Regions from separate parts of the Zea mays genome. Here regions 1 and 3 are each linked to region 2. The links are chromatin contacts, called in public Hi-C maps. All regions are on one chromosome and are shown on one strand. Each heading gives the region's core, a stretch centred on a gene start, on an enhancer-like site or on the middle of the called end of the contact. The rest is flanking DNA. Distances are from core to core; before and after follow the strand shown.

Region 1 (4,395 bases), core at 623-3,122, 700 kb after region 2:
TAGTGCATGGTTAATCTTCTAGACCTTTAGCATGTTCGAATTCCTAAGGAAATTTCGATCTAGTGCATGATTAATCTTCTAGCTCTTTAGCATGTTTGAATTCCAAAGTTTCATTTGTCTAGTCCCTTGCTGGCACTGTTGTGTCTAAATTCCTGAATGGAATTTGGTCTTCATAAACATTCAATTCAATGCTGTAATAAATTGTTCCCTTTCTTCGATATGTGCAGATTGATGCTTCGCTTGACAGTTTACTGAAGTCTCTTGATCTAGAGAAGTATTTGATAAATTTCCAGGCTGAAGAGGCACGTTCGATATATGTTGCAATTTTGTATTGTGGGTGTGACTGGTGAGTGGTGACCTTAAATATTGTTAATGGATATTCATCTTTCAGGTTGATATGAAAGCATTGGTTTACATGAATGAAGAAGATATGAAGTCTTTAGGAATTCCAATGGTACTGCAAGGACTTTGCCTTTTTCTTTCCCCAAGTTGGTTAGCATGCTTATCTCTGCTTAAACAAGAGACCTCTGGGTTGAAGCAATATGTATATATTTAAGGTGGTAGAATTTGATCAGACCGCCACTTATCCATACTTTTAGTCCCAGTTTGGCTAACGAGAAGTAACTTTGATTGGCAAACGGGATTAGAATGACCTGATTAGTTGGCGCTGTGCGTTTTCTCTGCGGTTGTCATAAATTTAAACCAGATGCTCTAAAGAGAAAACATATTCCCTTCGGTTGAAATTATTAGTTCACTTTGGCTTTGGGCTAAGTCAAACTTATTTAACTTTGGCCAAGTTTTTTTGAAAAATATATTATTACCCACAATTTCAAAATTAATGCACTATGATAACATATTTCATGAAGGATTGAATGAAACTACCTTGGTGTTGTAGATACTGGTGCACTTTTTTAAAGCCTTGGGTCAAAGTTAGAGAAGTTTATCTTAGAACAAAACCAAAGTGAGCTATAATTTGGAATGTAGGAAGTAGGCACTAAAGATATGTCCAGTCAGTGTTTCAGCTAAGCCCCACATTCATAGTACATCCAGCTATTGCCGCGTCAATGGAAAATATTGATTTCTCTTTGTGATATGCATCCCTTATTTGCACAGCTGAAAAATGGAAGCAATGTCCATTATGTTCTGGTTCCATCTCTGATTGCATTATTACCCAGCGATCATTTGATTCCAATCTACTTAGGATTGATGGATTATTGTGGATATTCTTTCATTTGTTTCATGTTTACAGGGTCCCAGGAAAAAGATACTATCAGCATTGGCTCACAGAAAGAACAAGTCTTCGAAGTCATTGCCTACCAGTACCAGTTGAGGCATCTTTAAGCTTGTGTGGTAGCTAGACAACTTGTTGATCTTGGATATGTGCAAGTGCATCATCGACCTGCAGAGTTAACTCCACTGACGAGCAAGATTCCTATCCATCAAGGCTGATGCGGTGTATAAGTAGAGAACTCCGTGATGTTGGTAGTTGAAGGCAACCAACTGATTGTTGATGTCCCTCCTATTCTGTGATCTCCGGAATATTTGTTGATCATTGGGTGTTAATTCATGATGATGCCTTGGGGATTGTTTCCCCTTGTCCGGCAAACCCAATTCTTGCTTCTTGCGTCTCACCGTCTGCATATCCATCCAAAAAGAATTGAGTTCACAGAGAAATGCTTGAGTTTAACTAAGTTCACAGAAAAATAACAGGCAACATTTATGTCTCCAAACAGGTTTAATATGAAAATATAGTATATGATTATTTTCATCTTCTCTTTGTTTTATTTTATAAAATGTATTTGTTGTCGGCTATTTTATTGTTGAACTAAAACGTGATAATGACAACGGGATAGAGTCGTCTCCAAAAGAGGAGATAATTTTCCTTTGATTTGGGGATAACTCGAGGAAGGCAGCTGGTCCATCGCCGGCGGACTGGTCGGCTTCCTGTGCGGCTGTGCCTCTCTCGTCCCTGTTTCTTATGTCTCTCTCACGTTGTAGTCACGTGCGTGCGTACGAGCGAGGGTGTTTCGTTTTGGATCGTTTTGCAGCGGCCCGTCTCGGACGCCGACGCGCAACACGGACAGATCCACCACATATATCTCTGGCCTGTGGGCCGCCTTTTGACACCTGCAGGCCGAGCACCGCACCGCCTTCCTTCCACCGTTCCGTCCGTCCCGTCCTTCCCCGTTCCTGTGCAGCACAAGCACCGACCCTGCCGTGCGCCCAACCCCGTGCGCCGCGCATGGCTATGGCGGCGGCGACCGGCGCAGGCGCGGTGGGCGAGGGGATGCGTCGGCTCACGCAGCTCTCGCTTGTCTCCAAGGTCTGCTCGGAGCTGGAGTCCCACCTCGGCGTCGCGGACCGCGTCCTCGCCGAGTTCGTCGTCGAACTAGGCCGCGCCTCCGCCTCCGCCGCCGCCTTCGCCGCCGCGCTCAGGGACCACGGCGCCGAGCTGCCGGACTACCTCGTCCGCTCCCTCCACGCCGTCATCACCGCCATCCCGGACAGCGCCCCCGCTCCCCCCGCCTCACGTGGCGCTGGTGCCCGGGGGCGCGTGGACAAGGCGGCGGGAGAGGACGAGGACCAGGAGCCGGGGCTGCACCAGGTGCGCCGGGGGAGGGTCACCCGGGTGGCCAACGCCGGATGCTTCGTTCGCCTCGACGGCGGACGCGAGGGGCTCGTGCACGTCTCCCAGATGCCCGCCCGCGGCCGCGGCCGCGCCGGCGCTACCGTCACGCTCGGCCAGGAAGTTTTCGTCAAGGTCGTCTCGGTGGACGGCGCCAAGCTGGGGCTGTCGATGCTAGACATCGATCAGGATACCGAGAGGGGTCTCCATCCGATGCGGCGTCCGCACCCTGCGGAGGAGGACGCGCCGAGGGCAAATCCGCCAGCTGATCGCCCCAGACCCGCCGGGAGGAAGAAGGGGGTTTCTGGGATTTTCGTTTCCGATGAGGACGACGACGACAAGGCTGGTCCTCCGACGCGCAGACCAACTAGGCGGATGACCTCGCCGGAGAGGTGGGAGGTAAAGCAGCTGATCGCGGCGGGGGTGTTAGATGCCAAGAACTACCCGGTGTTGGATGAGGATGAGGAGGGGATGCTTTATCAGGAGGAAGAAGTGGAGGAGCTTGAGATTGAACTCAATCAGGATGAGCCCCCTTTCTTGTGGGGAAAAGGGCGATCCTCATCTGACATGTCTCCAGTGAGGATTTCCATGAATCCTGAGGGGTCGATGAGCCGTGCGGCAGCGCTACAATCCGCACTTACTAAGGAGAGGCGTGATATTCGCACACAAGAGCAAAGAGGAATGGTTGATGCGATCCCCAAGGACCTTAACCGGTCATGGGAGGATCCCATTTCAAGTGGACGGTATCTGATGCAGGAGCTGATGGGCACAGGACTATCAGCGCAGAGTGTGCCGGAATGGAAGATGACATATGGGAAGGCCGGAACATATGGGCAGAAGTCGAGGCTTTCGATCCAGGAGCAGAGACAAAGCCTTCCAATATTCAGGCTGAAAAAGGAGCTGATCAGTGCTGTTAATGACAACCAAGTTTTGGTGGTTATCGGTGAGACTGGCTCTGGGAAAACAACCCAGGTTACACAATACCTTGCTGAGGCAGGGTATACTACAAGGGGAAAGATTGCATGTACTCAACCTCGCAGGGTTGCTGCAGAGTCAATTGCAAAGCGAGTAGCAGAGGAGGTTGGCTGTCGAGTGGGTGAGGAAGTTGGTTATTCTATACGCTTTGATGACTGCACAGGGCCTGAAACCGTCATCAAGTACATGACAGACGGCATGCTCCTCCGAGAGATTTTGGTGGATGGAGACCTGTCTTCTTATTCAGTGGTCATGCTTGATGAGGCACATGAGAGAACCATCTACACAGACATTCTCTTCAGCTTGCTAAAGCAGCTAATTAAGCGGAGAAATGATCTCAAGTTAATAGTCACTTCAGCCACTCTTGATGCGGAGAAGTTCTCTGGTTATTTTTTTGATTGCAATATCTTCACGATTCCTGGAAGAACGTTTCCAGTTGAGATACTACATACAAAACAGGCAGAGAGTGACTACATGGATGCTGCACTGATCACGGTATTGCAGATCCATCTGACCGAGCCCGAAGGAGATATCCTATTGTTCCTGACTGGCCAGGAAGAGATTGATCATGCTTGCGAGCGTCTCCATGAGAGGATGAAGGCATTCGGTGGGGACATACCAGAGCTTATAATTTGTCCTGTGTACAGTGCTCTTCCTACTGAAGTTCAGTCAAAGATATTCGAACCGGCTCCTCCTTGTAAGAGGAAGGTGGTCGTGGCCACCAACATAGCAGAAGCATCTATTACCATAGATGGGATTTACTATGTTGTTGACCCTGGCTTCGCAAAGCTAAA
Region 2 (4,194 bases), core at 859-3,358:
GCGTCTGATTCCGGACGCACAATACTCGGGTTCTGTATTTCAGATTCAGAGATTTCAGAACTGAATTTAGCACGGTCTTCAGGCTCTGCTGGAACAACAGACGTAGGAACGTCCTGGATCTGTTCAGAACCAACTGCTGGATCAGATGGATCCCCATCCTCAGTAGATGATCCTTTTTCAGAGTACTGTGTAGCCACTGTAGTCAGAGTACCATCATCAGTCCTGCTGGACTCAGATGTGATTTCAGAAAGAACGCTACTGCCACTGATGAGGCAATCTTCAGCAGATGTGTCTCCAACGACTCGATGCCCAGCACCATTACCTGAAGGATCTACAGAAGACAATCATAAGTAACCATGCATCCAGGCATTTGTCGCAAAACCCAGTAGCAGTGACCAAAACATGCATTGAAGAGAGTGTGCATATGCAGCGCGGCGAACGTATTTAAATGGCTCCGGACCTTATGCCAGTGAAGCCATGTAGCAGCGCAGCATGCCAGCATGGGGACAAGTTGGCGAGACGGTGTACTGGTATCAAATGGCAAGGCCAGCCTCTCTAAATTTATTGAACAGGGTTATCATACCAAGACTTTGATGTGCATGTGGGCAGTTTGGAAGCTTACATGGACAGCGAGGCATCCCTGAACCATTATTAATTACTACAAGGATTTGTATTGCACTACGCCCCATACATGACAAACAAAGCACCCGCATTATGCTAAGCAAGAGGATAAGGACATGCTTATCTTATTCCAGACGCTACATCGGTACGATTCAACTGAACCAGAAAGTTCTTGTCTACGAAAGAGAGGAAATTGGGAGGGAGTGAGAAGGAAACGCAGTGACTTTCCACCAATCAAATCTTACCGACGACATTTCCCGGCTTCAGAAACGAACAAAAGGAAACGAAGAACAGCAGGATTAAGAGATTCAGAGAAGGGGGAGGAGATTCATAACGAACATGCACCTGCGCTGTCCCCTCCCTCCGCCGCGTCCCCGTGCTCGTGCGCAGATCCAGGCGAACCGCCGCCGCATTCCGCCGCGCCGGCTCCGACCTCACCTGGGACGCCACGCCAGCCACGAGAGCACGCGTCAGGACAAGAGCCCAGCTTGGACATACACAGCCACACACCAGTCCAGTACACCACCACGGAGGCACGGAACCCACGGTACCTAGAAGCAGCTCGCTGGCCTCGTGCTCCCCGGAGCCCTCCGCCGCCGCCGCGGCGGACGCCGGCTTGCCGCAGTGCTTCCGGTGCGCGCGCCGCTGCTTGGCGCTCGGGTGCCCGTTCGGGTACTGGTACCCGCACGCGTGGCACAGGACGCCCTCCCCTCCGGCTCCCGCTCCTGCGCGAGAAACCACCGCGCCGTCACATGTCACGTCACAACCAGGCACGGGGGGCGGCAGAGAGAGAAAAAAAAAAGAAACGCATCTTCATAGTGCCGGCGGCGGGGGACTTACCGGGCGCGCTTCCGCCTCCGCTCTTGTGGGCGCTCTCCATGGCGACGGGGACCCCGCGGCGCGGTGCTCGGCGGCAACGGCGAGGGAGAGGGAGGCGAGTGGGGTTGGTTGGTTGGTTGCCCGCCCGCCCGCTCGCTTTGCGCAGTGGGAGTGTGTGTGGAGATTGGAGAAGACGAAGGCGACGGAGGCGCCCTCACGCTCACGCCGAGGATAATGACAACCGCGCTTATCATAATAGCCGCGTGGGCCCAACGGTATCCCTGGCCCACACGCCATAGAGACGTTGCTGTGGACGCGTCCAACCCGGGGTGCTCGGGTCGCGTCCGTGGGCAAGGCAAGAGACAAAGGTCTCGCCGTCTCTCTCTCTCTCTCTCTCTCTGCGGTTCGCGGCCGCGATCGCATCTGGGCCGTCAACGGAGGCATCGCCGGGCCGGGGGCCGGCTGCGACAGCCTCAGCCACCGTACCGGTCTGGCCCGTAGTGGAACGAACGGAGCGGGGCCCACGTGTCCGGCAAGGCGAGGATCCTTTTGGGCCAGCTCACCCTTTTCACTTTTTTTCTCCTTTTACCGTTTCATTACAGATGCTGCAACGGCAATGCAACAGCGGTGTACTGCCGTCTCGCCGTGTTTCTGCAGCGGCAAGCTGCCAAAGTGCCAACGAAACAAGCAAGCCATGAGAGGAGAGAGAGCCCCCACACCACCCCAAAAGATGAGCATGCTCACCGGAACGTAGCGGCATGTGCCAATTGGGGGACAAAGTCGGGTAGGCATGTGGCGAGGGCTAAGGACTACGGAGTCACGGAGCTGTGTATGGTCCCACCTTGTTCCGTGCGTGAACGGTAAATGGTAACGCAACTCTGAATATTCCAAATTTCCAATTTTACTCAGTATTTTGTTTACCGTTATAAATAACCTAATCTCTTTTATAGCACCTGGATGTAATTTCTCATCGTTTCATGTTATAGCCATTAGCATTGAAACGTTAAAAATTGCCAGGCCCTAATTCTTTTTTTATACCACTAATAATGATATGGAATGGTAAGGAATGTTAGAAATATAGACATTTTCTATACTATTTTAATTTTATAAATTAACATTACGATGATGACATATAAAATATAATTAATCATGAACGTCATGATGTCAAATATATCCATAACAATATGGAACATGGGAACATAAAGCATATGAATCATATAAATATAGTAAGCATATAAACATGGTACATGTATCATGACGAAACAACTGAAAATAAACAGATAGCAATATAAACAGTATGACTATAAAATTAAAACAAACAGATATAACATATTACTAGCATGAACAGACATCAGACATGTCATGATATGATAAAACAGAACAGATTGGATAAATTCATGGCTATATATGAAACAGTAGAGATGGACAACATATATAATCTGGAAAACGTAAAACAGTAAGGAGCTAAATTGACCATACCCTCCCATGCGCTCCGAGGATCCAGATCCTTGTCTAACTTCTCTTGTCATGTCGTACGAGATGAAGATGCCAGGAAGAAGAAGAATATGTTTACCAGAAGGATGCCAGAAGGATGTTCGGGCAGTCGCGTAAATGCTCCCCAAAAACCTAATTGTCGATCCGCCGTGCAAGGTCTCGAACGGCAAGGGCTTCGGAGGCACCTACCCTCGCTCCTCTGTGCGCGGAGTTACGAGATAGAAATACCCACACTTGTGGCTGGACTGTGATTCTAAAAGAGTTCTGCTCGTGTGCCAAGCGATAGGAGTTCTCCCCTTTTTAACCTCATCGCGGAAGGAAAGCGGAAGGAGAAGGGTCTCACATGCGGCAGATCAAGAGACGAGCATCTGAAAGGTTTAACCCGGAGTTGAAACTCCCACGGTTAATGAGTGCTAAAAATTAACACAACCACACCACACCTCGCCCGCTCGCTGCCTGCCTGCCTGCCTGCCACGCCCGAGCCCGAGTCCGGCCCGGCTGGCGATGGCGGCGCGCGCGCGCGTGTGACACGCCTAGTTCATTTCTTAACTTCTCAAATTAAATGGAATAATTCCCATCATATAAGTCAAACCAACGACCCTTGGAATTCCAATATGGTACTATTGGTATTGTCCACAATTATACACCATAGAGTTTATTGATTAAATGGGCCAAACCCATAATAAATCCAACAATCCCCACCAAACTCTAGGGTTTGTAATGATGAAGTATCAGAATCACAATCCTTTGATATACCAGTGTTTCGATGGAGACTGTTAAGTTGAACATCCATCTAGAATAAGAGTTCCACTCATTCACAACTGAACAATGGACTAAGCCTTGAATTGGCAGTTTTGTATGAGATGAGATTCGCTCAAATCCTTTGCTGATACTAGGCTGCAAAAGGGCATCCCCGCTGTTTAGAAGCATATAAGTCACACTTCAGTGCCTTTCATGAGTATTTAGGGATTACCCAAATCCTATAGACTGTGACCAGCAGTCTGACTCATATAGGTGTACTCCTCAGAAGATGTTCTGTAGGACAACATCTCACCTTTATAAGACTCTTGGAATACATTAAGGTAAATATCATCCTGCCTTACAGATAGGAAAGATGTGCATCAGAAATGAGTTAAGGAAGGGATCTTTCCTCACAATCTACTCTTAGCTTGTTTCTCCACTCTACTTCACGGGATCTCCGATCACATAGAGCAGGTTACCACTATAGTAGATTTCACATGGGTCTCATACCCATTTCTC
Region 3 (4,101 bases), core at 1,554-4,053, 580 kb before region 2:
GTAAGGGCAAAAAACCAACCTTAGAGTATTCAAATACACTCAAATGCATGAGAAATTATTTAGTGTCCCAAACAATCCAGCTAAAGTAAAATAACCACTGTTAGATATAATACCTTCTATTGCCTCCTAATCACTTTCCTCAAGTTCATTCATGTTGTGATCATATATCTCCAGAACATTACACAAAGAGGACTCAAATTCTAGGTAACAAACAACAACATGCCACCGATTGTGGATTAACCTGTGAGACAAAAGAAATATCTAAAAAAACTAAGCTCATAGATGTTGATTTGCAGCGGGGCCTGTTCTTCAACCGGCAAGCTCCAAAGATACTCGGTAGTGCATCCATTGCCTGCATGATCGACTTCGTTCTTAATCTATGTAGGAGCAACTCAAACATTTCTCTCATGTCTTCATGCCAAAAGAACGACATAAACATTAAAGTGTTAGGTATTAGAAACAGCCCCTATAGACAGATAAATGTATTATTATAGTGAAACAAATCAAACCCAAAGGCAGTGCTTGTTATTTGCTTGTTAAGCATTTAATTGTGAGTTTTACTTTAAGAAAATACAAGTTCATTTCCTTGTCTGGGATCAATTAATAAAATTGTTTCTTTCTATAATATTCTACAAGATTATTTGCATCGTTGACTCTGAATCACATGTAAAATTCTATTGTGTAACTACATTTAATGAAAAATCTATGGTTTCAAAGCTAGCATTAAGATACTACTACAGAAGTAAATCAACAATGAAAGCAAATCATAGGTAGTATTTTTCAAGCTGACAATGGCACAATTCTTTTTCTAAGTAATTTGGACTGGTCCTCTAGCAGTGGGTCTTGGCGGCACTCTGGGCAGAGCGGTTGTTCGGTTTCTGGCCCGATTTCACCATAAAACTGGGTTGACTCTTTTTGTTCTAATAATATATGGGGATGCTCTTGCCTCCCTTTCGTTTTCTTTTTAGAAATATAGATCACGACATGAACATGACATTAATGTTTGAATTCTATGTAAACAGACCAATCTTTACCAGTAGTCTCCAAAGTTATATTTTCAGAAACCTGATACATATTTAGCATAAAATTTGAATGCAATTTGTACCTGTACTAAAAGACTATTTCACATAAATGCAACACAAGATTATATTGGAGCTCAAGATTATGAAGAGTATGTCCATTCTAAACTGCATGTCAACCTCCATTTTGGAACAGAGGGGTTACTGACTGGTTCATCAACTATTTCTTTTATTGAATAAACATTGTGCGGAATATCTCTAAAAGAGAGCAATTTGTACTCACAAAGTGAAATGTCTCCAGAGGCAAGCTTTCCAAGTGTCGTCTGATAATAGCATTGTGCGGAAGGGAACTCTACTGGTGTGTAATCAATGTTCAACTGTAAATTCTGAAACGAACTCTAAGGAATCGTCTGTTTATGGTCATTTTCAGACATCCAGACCGCCAAATTTGCAGCAATCGTCCTCAACAGGAGAAAGTGTTAGGGGGCAATGAAGCTCCTGTTGGTGTGATGAATAAAATTGACAAGAGAACGTGCGAGTTTGTCGGAGTCTCACGCCCCGTTCCTCGTCGACGGCGGCCACGGGACGTGACAAATACATAGAACAAATAATTGCATGAATAGATGAGACACAGAAATAAATGCAGTTTGTGATGTATTTGATAAAAAAAGTTATATATTGTACAAGGGGAAGGCAGATGCACTCATGCAAGCAATAGACAACAATGATGGATAATAGAAGATGGTGTTGTGTGCAAGCACGGTCGGCAAAAAAACAGAAGATGGTGTTAGATGGGTTAAAAATCAGAAGGCATAAGCTTACAAAAACGTTATTGACCTTGGGTAAAAAAACAACAAGAACCAAGATAACATTTCAACCTGGCTCATTCTTGAAACAGTAGAATTAAAGAATTGAAAGTTACCGGTATCCCAACAGCCCATGATTTAGCTACGGTGATAATCACGCTTCCGACGCCATTGCGCCCTTTGGCATCATCGCCAAATCCGCCAAGAAGATAGGCGCTCAGCAACCACCCTGTAGAAGACCCAAATCCATGAGCAAACCATCTATTCGCGCGTCAGATGAGCAACAACCCTAAAAAGGCTCTATTTCCGATTCCCTAACCAGCAATGAAGGGGTCGGCCGTCTTGAACGTCTCGGCGTCGAGGACGGGCAGGCCATGGCTGAACCTTCCAATCGCAGAGAACAGCAGAAGGCAGAACACGTCCCCGCTGGCCAGAGGACCCAGCTTCCTGCGAACGAACGCGGTCGAAGCAATGAGACCACGGGAATGGGAAGGGCGCGTGTGACAGGTCACAGGATAAGGTTCGTACGTGTAGGAGACGAGCTTGGACTCGGCGGTCGCATCCCCGTAGGAGACGAGCTTGGACTCGGCGGCGGCTGCGGCGACGCGGACGAGGACCGGGTCCTCGGTGGAGGAGGCGGAGGGGCCCTCACCCGCGGCGGCTGGGGTCGGCGCCAACGCCGGAGAGCGCTAGGCGGCGACGCAGGAGGCGAGGGTTGGCGAAGAGCGGGTAGGGTTTGGTGGTGGACGGCCCCAGCGGCTTCGACGGCAGCCGCCGCGCGGAGAGGGAGGTGGGGAGGGGGGCTGGGAGGGAGGGAGGGACGGCCCCGGCGGCTTCGACGACAGCCGCCGCGTGGAGAGGGAGGTGGGGAGGGGGGCTGGGAGGGAGGGAGGGATTTGCACCTGGATTCCGGAGACCAAGTCGAGGGAGGAGCACAAGCTAAATCGCGAAAAGACAGAGGATCTTTATGCAAAACTGCAACCGCGAAACGCGGGGAGAGCTCCAAACGGCTTCAGGTTTTAATAACTCTGATTACATTGGTTGTCACGGCAGAGCCAGCCGGCGGCCGCGGACCTTGATTTGCCTGGCCTGCCTCTGCCGTGGTCCCGGTCCACGAGGCATCCACCCATATAAACCCACACGCCACAGTCCACGCTCTCATGGTTGCCTTCCCTGCACGGCCCCTCCCCTGCCCCTTCCGCTCCCGCAACGGGTGTGCCTCCGTTCCGGCCCCGCCCGACCTTCTCTCACCTCTCCAGCGCTCGCCTCCCGATCCTCCTGCAGTCCCACCTCCTTCGCCGCCTTCTCATCGCTTCCAAAATCGCAAAGCCGGATCGCGGGGACATGGACCCGGACGACGAGTCCGCGGCGCAGCGGAAAGCCGCCGACTTGCACCTGCCGCGCGTCACGGAGCCTGCCTCCGCGCCCGCACGCACCTTCTGCGCCGCGCAGCGCGTGCTCAGCTACGGTGACGGCCCTGTCGCCTCCGCCTCGGCGCAGCGCTGCGCGTCGTTCCCGCAGCGCCACGGGCACGGGCACGGCCACGGCGAGGCGGCGCTCGCCCCTGCTGCGTCCTTCGCCGCCTGGGTCGACGGCGGCCCGACGCCGCCTTCGGCGGTGGCAGCGGCACTGGAGCGGGCCATGTCGCAGTACGACGGCGCGGGCGACGCGCTGCCGGAGTTCGTCGGCGCCGGCGGGGGCGAGGGCATCTTCCGCGTGCCGCTCCGCGCGGCGGTGCACCCGGCCCGCCCGCCGCCGCTCGAGGTGCGTCCCCACCCGCTGCGGGAGACGCAGGTGGGCGCCTTCCTGCGGACGCTGGTGTGCGACCCGCGGCGGCGGAAGCTGTGGGCCGGCGCCGAGTCCGGGGTCCGGGTGTGGTGCCTCGACGAGGTGTTCCGCGGGTGGTGGCCAGGCGCCGGGCCGCGGCGCCGCGGCGACGAGGAGGCCGCGCCCTTCAGGGACTCCGTGCCGGTCCCGCCCGCGCTCTGCGCCGCGGTCGACAGCGCCAACGGGCTGGTGTGGACGGGACACAGGGAGGGCAGGATCAGGGCGTGGCGCGTGGACCACGCCGCGCCCGCCGGAGGAGACCCCACCGGCAGCGCGGCCATGTTCAAGGAGGCCTTCGCGTGGCAGGCGTTCAGCCGCACGCCGGTGCTCGCCATCGTCGTCACGCCGTACGGTAACAATCGATCATCTCGTTATCTTGCGCTCTGCTGACTGGACTGCTTCTGGCAATGTCACTTTTTCGGTGCCAAGAAAGTGTGCTCGGTTTTGCT

What was found. A called contact is a pair of places that touch in the nucleus more often than the background predicts.
Region 1: a Hi-C map of ear shows a contact between it and region 2, with 6 times the contacts expected there. The contact joins the promoter of LOC103642764 here to the promoter of LOC103642659 in region 2. A contact is called at or near these places in 2 of 25 Hi-C or Micro-C datasets (ear and leaf).
Region 3: a contact with region 2 is called in a Hi-C map of ear, with 2.8 times the contacts expected there. The contact joins the promoter of LOC103642551 here to the promoter of LOC103642659 in region 2. A contact is called at or near these places in 2 of 25 Hi-C or Micro-C datasets (ear and leaf).

Annotation. Positions count from the first base shown.
Region 1 is chr1:197,376,003-197,380,397 of Zm-B73-REFERENCE-NAM-5.0, forward strand. LOC103642764 reads left to right here and starts at 1,873. Exons shown (of 1, transcript NM_001368297.1): 1 at 1,873-4,395. The coding sequence starts at 1,979. It overlaps LOC100194223, which reads left to right. Exons shown (of 6, transcript NM_001139264.1): 4 at 228-302; 5 at 392-454; 6 at 1,250-1,606. The coding sequence ends at 1,330.
Region 2 is chr1:196,675,427-196,679,620 of Zm-B73-REFERENCE-NAM-5.0, forward strand. LOC103642659 (protein FYV8) reads right to left here and starts at 2,109. Exons shown (of 3, transcript XM_035964210.1): 1 at 1,462-2,109; 2 at 1-331. The coding sequence starts at 1,501.
Region 3 is chr1:196,095,634-196,099,734 of Zm-B73-REFERENCE-NAM-5.0, forward strand. It overlaps LOC103642551 (type II inositol polyphosphate 5-phosphatase 15), which reads left to right and starts at 2,804. Exons shown (of 11, transcript XM_035964208.1): 1 at 2,804-4,004. The coding sequence starts at 3,170. It also overlaps the pseudogene LOC118473123.